Linked DNA regions of Rattus norvegicus: region 2 is linked to region 1. A link is a contact called in public Hi-C data. All regions are on one chromosome and are shown on one strand. Each heading gives the region's core, a stretch centred on a gene start, on an enhancer-like site or on the middle of the called end of the contact. The rest is flanking DNA. Distances are from core to core; before and after follow the strand shown.

The links. A called contact is a pair of places that touch in the nucleus more often than the background predicts.
Region 2: a contact with region 1 is called in a Hi-C map of Schwann cells, with 4 times the contacts expected there. The contact joins two enhancer-like sites. A contact is called at or near these places in 1 of 12 Hi-C or Micro-C datasets (Schwann cells) and 1 of 1 datasets of contacts at active chromatin or transcription factors (oligodendrocytes).

Annotation. Positions count from the first base shown.
Region 1 is chr17:76,110,021-76,113,827 of GRCr8, reverse strand. It overlaps a transcript of Celf2 not described here. Among named protein-coding and RNA genes, the nearest start is that of Celf2, 210 kb to the left of the region's middle. Within about 2 kb of position 1,662, at least 12 of the 93 cell types and tissues checked have an H3K27ac peak or open chromatin away from gene starts, as enhancers often do. A contact at or near this core is called in Schwann cells, where this site is marked.
Region 2 is chr17:76,329,869-76,333,675 of GRCr8, reverse strand. All of the region lies in intron 1 of Celf2 (CUGBP, Elav-like family member 2), which reads right to left. Among named protein-coding and RNA genes, the nearest start is that of Celf2, 13 kb to the right of the region's middle. Within about 2 kb of position 1,630, at least 63 of the 93 cell types and tissues checked have an H3K27ac peak or open chromatin away from gene starts, as enhancers often do. A contact at or near this core is called in Schwann cells, where this site is marked.

The sequences.
Region 1 (3,807 bases), core at 413-2,912:
TTGGACCCACTCATTCCCCTAACGCTGTTTTTTTTTTTTTTTTTAATCGTTCCTTTTCCATTTCTGACAAAATATAGTTTCTTCCTAGGAATCTGAGTTTCTTAAAAGTTTTCTTGTTTTGGTTTTAGAAAAGCTTGCTTCTCTCCCACTCCTTTCCCATTGTGCTACTTCCGACAAAGACTCTGGGCAGGTCTGTGTGTCCCGGTCTTCCTGTCTTCATAGCTGCCAGATCTCACCTTCTCCTCAAATGGCTGAGTGCCTTCTCTGACGGGTGTGGAATGACTAACTGGAAATGTGTTCTGCTCCTGGAAGAGAAGGCTTTCTGGGCTTGAGGATGTGTGAAGGGTTTTAAGTTGACAGATGGAAGGAGCTAAGAAACTTGTGTGCTTTTCCTTGACCCTGGAAAGTTTGCAGAAGCTCTACATGCTTTAAATGGCTCACAGCTGAGAACACGGGATGGACCAGGGTCACCGGATAGAATACAGTATGCTTGGCTTGTGCTGTATTTCAGAGAAACAATGAGTCATACTTTAGTATAACTATGTACCTAAATACTATATAAGACAGATACTAAAAAATGTTTGTTTAATTAATTAATTAACTAATTAATTCATTAATTTGGAAATTTCAATTTCAATTGTGGGCCCTGTGTTTTCATTTCTGGGATCTGGCAATCATACAACAGGCTAATTTTCTGCCTTCCTTCATTCTTTTCCCTAAGAGAGGGTTTTTTTTGTGTGGCCCTGACCTTGAAGTCACTGAGTACCACCTGCCTCTTTCTCCCAAGTGCTGGGATTAAAGGCATCCACTATCACTGCCTATTAACAATCTAACTTTCAAGTAGCATCACTGTTAAGGTTAGCTTATTTATCTGGATCTGTAATGGTGCTTCTGATGCTATTGATGAGGCATTGAAATACAGTAATTTAAAAACAAACAAACTTACAACCAACCAACCAACCAACCAATCAACCACAGTCAGTTAACAAGGCTGCTGTATTTTCTTCATTTTGCTGCAAACTTCTGCTCTCAGCGGGCAGCACAGGAAAGGGTTAACCATTAATCTTCAGTTACACGGAATGCAAGTTGTAGATAGCCTCACTTAACCGTGTCTATGGACAAAACTTCCCAAGAAAGCATCCCCCCCCCCCTTCTTTTAGATAAAGGAATGCAACTTTAATGGAATTCCAAGTGCTTTTGTGCTCTATTTGCAACCTCTGGTACTATGAAAAACCTAGGAACAAAGATACGTGTTTTGGTGCTTTGTCAATGACAGAGGAATCACTGTTCCAGGACACTATAAACTTAAAAAAAAAAAAAAGAAAGAAAGAAAGAAAAGCCAAAACCCTGAAGGATCTCTAAACAGACTAAACAAACAGCTTTGAAACCTGCTAAGAATAGCAGAAGGACCACTGCACAATATAATTCAGGGTCCACATATTTATTGGTAAGTTTTCACTGGACTCAGGCCCTTCTTTAGAGCTTGGGAAAGAATGCTGTTTCTCATTTGGAATCTTGTTCAGCTGCACAGGAGAGCAAAGTGGAGTGGAGTCAGGAGGGGGAAGTTGGGTCTCTGCCAGACATATTTGACAAGTGAGGAAGAAGGGAGATGAAGGGGACTCACACCCAGCCGGCTGCTTCACATGCCATTCAGAGGAATCACAGGCCAAATTCAGTCCATCCAGGAGGCAAAAAAATATCAGAGCTTTAGTTAACTCCTGAGCTGCCAGGGCAGATGCAATGTTCAGGTCGAGTTCTTCCGATTCCCAGCCTGTCTTTGTTAACACTGGTGGTTTACAGCGACAGGCACAAAAGAGACACTCGAAAGAGAGACGTATTGTTTGGTCTCCATGTTGTGGGCCAGGGAGGAATGCCTGAATATTGATTTCCCAATCTTTATCTTTTCTTTTGCTTTGCATTTTGTTCTTCTGGGTGGTGTGCTTAAAGACTTAACTCCTTGCCAGTTTGAAGAGGGAAATCTGAGTCTCAGAGCAAAGCCAAACACACTTGCCAAGTTGCCCATCAATGACACAATGCCAAATTCTACTCGTGAACTGCCTCGCCTGGATTATTGCTCTGGGATCATTGAGGGGGAGGCAAGTCACAGAGGGGAGTGCCAATGTGTAAAATGTGCAGTGGGTCCAGCCAGAGCGAGAGATCTAAACAGCTTCCTGTTCATCTCCCTTAAGGTAGTAACTACAGAAAACACACTATAGAGATTGCGTTATGGAGTATTTATTTAGAAACCGAAGGACACTTTAGCTTATGAAACATTATCAAGTTTGTCTCTCAAGCAAGGCCGGGCATCCCACTGTGACAAAGGGTGACTTTTTCCTTCTCCTTCGCTTTCTGAAAATTCCAATATGTTTCAGATCAATACTTTGTATAGTAAAATGAAACCGAGTTACTGAACAAAAAGCAACTTCATACAAAAATGTAGCTCTTGCCTTCAAAACAGAAAATTAGATTAATCGTCATAAAATTACTATGCCACATGGCTATGCATTTTTCAAGCCCTTCACTTATTGCTGTGAAGTACAACAACCAATCCACAGATAGCATTGCTATGTTTTATGCTCTGCAAAGAGCACTGGCAAGAATACAATGTACAGATATGTCTAGTGAATGGGTCTAGGATACAGTGTATAGATATGACCAGTGAATGGGTCTAGGACACAGTGTATAGTTATGACTAGTGAATGGGTCTAGGACACAGTGTATAGATATGCCTAGTGAATGGGTGTAGGACACAGTGTATAGATTTGTCTAGTGAATGGGTCTAGGATACAGTGTATAGATATGCCTAGTGAATGGGTCTAGGACACAGTGTATAGATTTGTCTAGTGAAGGGGTCTAGGATACAGTGTATAGATATGACCAGTGAATGGGTCTAGGACACAGTGTATAGATACGACCAGTGAATGGGTCTAAGATACAGTGTATAGATATGACCAGTGAATGGGTCTAGGATACATTGTCTAGTGAATGGGTCTAAGACACAATGTATAGATATGCCTAGTGAATGGGTCTAGGATACAGTGTATAGATTTGTCTAGTGAGTGGGTCTAGGATACAGTGTATAGATATGTCTAGCAGCTGTATTGAACCAGGGCTTACTAAGTCTATGGGGCAGGCTCTATTTGACTTCTGCTTTTCAAATGATGAAAGCGAGTGTAAAGGATTCTCATGGTTAATGCACAGCACAGGTGAGTCTGACTCCAGGCAGCTGTTTCTTCACAAGCAAAGGGCATCTTCTACTGACAGTCAGGAAGACTGGTGAGGACGTGTTAGCATCATAAATGTAATTGGAGTGGACTATTTATAGAAAGAGCAATGTGATTTTAAACAAATCTTTTCTGTGAATATGGTTAATTCACAGATCAAGCCAGGAGGAAGAAGCTAGCGGTTTGCCAGTAGAGCCAAGGAAGCTCAGTTTGTTCCTCTGCTCCCTGACAAGAGCATCAGGCTACCTCTTGCTCTGAACCACAGAGCTTAGAGTGTTACAATGGCCAGCTGCCCACAATAATATTGTGGCTGAAGTGCAGATGTTCCTCATAGGTTCTCGTTGTTTTTACATGCTTGGTCTCCGGCTGGTAGTGTTGTTTGGGGAGGATCTGCAACCTTTAGGAGGTGGAGTCTTGCTGGAGGAAGTACATTCCATAGGGTCAAGCTTTGTGGGTGCAAAACCTGACCTCAGTTCTTTTTGAAAGCAGAATTAGCTATCACACAGTGCAAACAGAAGTAAAACCGCAGAAATTTGGAGAAAAGAAAAACCAGAGGTGTGGTAATTTCTGACTCTTCTTTCAA
Region 2 (3,807 bases), core at 381-2,880, 220 kb before region 1:
GGGAATTCGATATTTTAATTTGTTATCTGATTAACTCTGAGACAGTGGACCTGACTGTGTCCACTCAAGTTAACATCGACTGAAAAGACAATACATATTTTAACAGATTCTGTCGTCCTTATCTCCCACTTGATTTTTTTTTTAATTCTAGGGCGTCAATAATTGGCCACCGTGGAGTTTTTCAAGATTCTCAACTCATAATACTTAACATACCAGAAAAAAAGAATCGAGTATTACAGGCGAAAGCCAGGGAAATGGATCATAAAGCCTGTAGTGGCCCGAATATTTGGAAGAGTAGCATAGGGTGCCAGAAAGCACATGGATGTTAAGTCTTACAGCGCAGACAGCAGGAAAAATTTGTACATCACTTAACCAGGGGCAGCACCCTCCCCCACTAAATCCGATACATTATGGAATGCCTCACTTGACGAGAGAATTATATACATCCCGTGTCTCAGGAGGACACAGTCTTCCCCATCTTGTTCTGGCAATCCTTTTTCTATCTAGGGTTTCTTTACATAACATGCCTGAAATACAAGTGGATCCCACTGAGATCTCCGAGCTAAAGAGAGAAACTTCCCTACCAAGACAGAGCAGCCAGATTTTTTTTAAAAAAGAAAGAAAGAAAAAAAAAGAAAGAAAGAAAAATTACACATAGTTTCCTCTCCTCGCGGATTCCAGCCCTCCACTTGTCCCAATAACCGCTCGATCCTAGTTTGGCGACACGTAAAACCACCAGAATCACATTAATTATTAAATCACAGACTACCTATCAGACAAAACCATCCCGATTACGTAAAAATTACCTCTAATTTCCGCACGAGAGTACACCTGGCTAGTTTTAAGGGCGTGTAATTACCCTCTCTCTCTCTCTCTCTCTCTCTCTCTCTCTCTCTCTCTCTCTCTCTCTCTCTTTCTCTCGCTCGTCCTCCTCTCTCCCATCTCAGAAATGAGTGCGAAAGCCAAGGCTGTTCCGCCCGGCCACCCCGCATTTCTAAAGGCACGAGCGTGCAAACAGCACGCGCCCGCCCCGCCCCGGACCCGGCGCCCCGCGCCCCGCCGGCCGGTCCGCCCGCAGGACGCCGCGCCCAGCCCGGGACCACGGGACGCCGCGCGACCCCTCACGGGTCCTCTCCCGCCAGCCCCGCGCTGGCGCGCCCAGGGAAGGCTGGCCGCTCACCGAGCTCGCCCGCTCGCCCGCTAGCCCGCTCGGCCCTGCGCCGTCCCAGCCGCGTCCTCTGAAGAGAAGACGCGGAGGGGAGGCGGCCGCTGCCTCTGTGGAGACGACGCCCCACTCTCGGCCGCGCTGCCCCTCGAGCCCTCGGCCACTCACATTCTGTCAGCAACGAGCAGGCGGCCCTCGACCATCATGTCCGGGAGGAAATCCAGCTTGAAGGCAGAAGTCATGTTCTCGGCGCACGCAGCGGCGGCGGTGGCGGAGGCGGCGGCGGCGGCGGCAGCGGCGGCGGCGGGGGGCTGTGCGCGCGTCCGAGCGGCCGCGGGCGGCGCGAGACAGGCAGGGACAGGTGCGCGCGGCCTCCCCGGGCGGCCGCCGAAGCGGGCACTTGTCACATTCTCTCCCTCGCGCGCTCCACCAATCCCCTCCGCGAGCCGGCGCCGGGGCGGCCTGGCTGCCGAGCGCCAGGTGCGGCGGGCGGGGGCGGAGCTCCCGGGGCGGCCGCTCCACGCTTAACCCCTGCGGGCCCGCCGGCCCGGCTCGCCCCGGCCTCTGCGCACGGCCCCACGAGCCCGGCGCGCCGAACTGCGACGGTCGCCCCGACCCTCTCGCCGCCCCGTTCCCACGGCCACCGGGAGAGCGAAGCCGCTGGGGACCCGCATCGCGCGCGACCTCCGTGTCTCCCCCCCGGGGTGGGGCTGGCCGTGGGGTGCTGCTCTCTATCTGCTAGAGAGGAAGTAACTGTCTTTGGGCGCAGTGGCCCGAGTGACACACGGGAGGACAACGGTGCTGCCTTCGGTGTCTACTTCAACACCGAAGAAGAAACGGGCCTTAAAATGAGAAACTGTCACAAATCCCATTGCTTCCAAAATAAATAAATAAAGAGCGGAGCGCAAAATTGTCATTTCCTATTATTTAACCCGAACAGTAAAAGCCAATCCTGTCACTTCGGGTCACAGTGAAGATTTGTGGGAAGGGGTACTGAGAGGAATTGAGAGGAAAGTGAGCAGATGCTCAACAAAAGTTTTCAAGGAAAGTAGTTGATAACGCGGCTTATTGTCCTCATGGTTTGGCTATTTGGGTGACAGCAAACTCTTCAGTGTAGTCGCAAGTATGTTTCATTTTCTGTTGTAAGTCAACATCATAAGTAAACTTTATAGTTTACTTTTTGTGGTAAAATCATTTTTTATTCTATATTCAAATGACATGTTTTGAACTCTGAGGCAATACATATCTATACACTTAATGTGTACACAGAGGCATATATACACATACTCATACTTACATAGGACGTATATACATTTTATGGTTTTCTTTGAAAATTTGTATGTCTATTCTCTTCTGTTGTTATTCTAACAGAATATTTTACTAAGGAGCTTTTTTTTTTTCTTTAACCTCACAAATGACAGCATGCCCAGATTATGGTAGCTAGATGGTTAAATAGCTAAGTAAACGATAGTTAAATTTATCAGGCGGTAAAGAAAAGATTCACATTTTCCTCACCAATCTCTGTGTGACAGTGGGAACTGCCCTTGGAGATTATAAGAAAATAGTTAGGTGTCAATTTTAAACCCAGATAGGGCAGTGAGCAATATGGAGTAACAGGCCTGTGCTATTCAGTTAAATCCACACAAACAAATTTAATTAAGTAGAATTTCCTCCTTCAACTGGCTTTTAGCCTCCTAACTGCAGGGTAGTTAAGATAGAAGAGTTGATTAACTTTCATTTTTAAATATTGCCTTTCTGGAGGAGCCGGGTCCCAGTTTATAATCACTTGACAGACAATTGCATCAAAAATGAATTATTAGATCAAAATCATACCCAGGCCTTTTCTCCTAATTCTAAGCTGTTTTTCCTCCTTACCAAGCCAATTGCCAGCTACTTCTGAAATGATCTCTCTGAGTAGTTAGCTGGGTAACCAACCGAAGACAAACCTTGACTATCTTGACCATCACACACTGTTTACGTAAACCTTGAACGCACAGAGATGAGGTGGCCGGACAGTAAATTTGAGACAAAATAAAGCAGAGCCAGCCTCCAAAGCGCACACAGTCACACACAAAGAAGGCGTCAGCTACAGAATAAAGCTCCATGTGTACCTGCATTCTATAAGGCAGAAATTCTTCGTGGACACACACACACACACACACACACACACACACACACACTTGTAAAATATTTATTTTCTCTTTAATTGCATGTGAATTAGTTAGGGGAAGCTGTAGGGGAGCCCTCTTACTGACTTAAGCCTTCTCAGCACTTTGTTAAATTCTAGCCTCAAATCCCTTGAGGCAATAGTGGATTCAAAGCAGCTTTTAATCATACTATAAGGAGGGTGAAGGAGGATGTAAGTAGGTCATAGGGAGAGAATTACAAGTGCACAGGTTATTGCCTTATTTAGCAACTACCGTGTGGCATGCTTTTGAGAGCACGTTTGCTTTTGCCATTTGAAGTTAGAAGCAAAACGAGGGTCAAAAGGAAAAGAGAACCACACTACGTGGACTGTGGTGGTTGTGAACCCAGGAAGGTTTACAGAGTGTGGCTGGCTTTAAACAGCCCGGCTGGCAAACACACAGATAATGGCATGACTGCATAGGAACCTGGTGGGGGAGCAGCAGGGAGGCAAAACG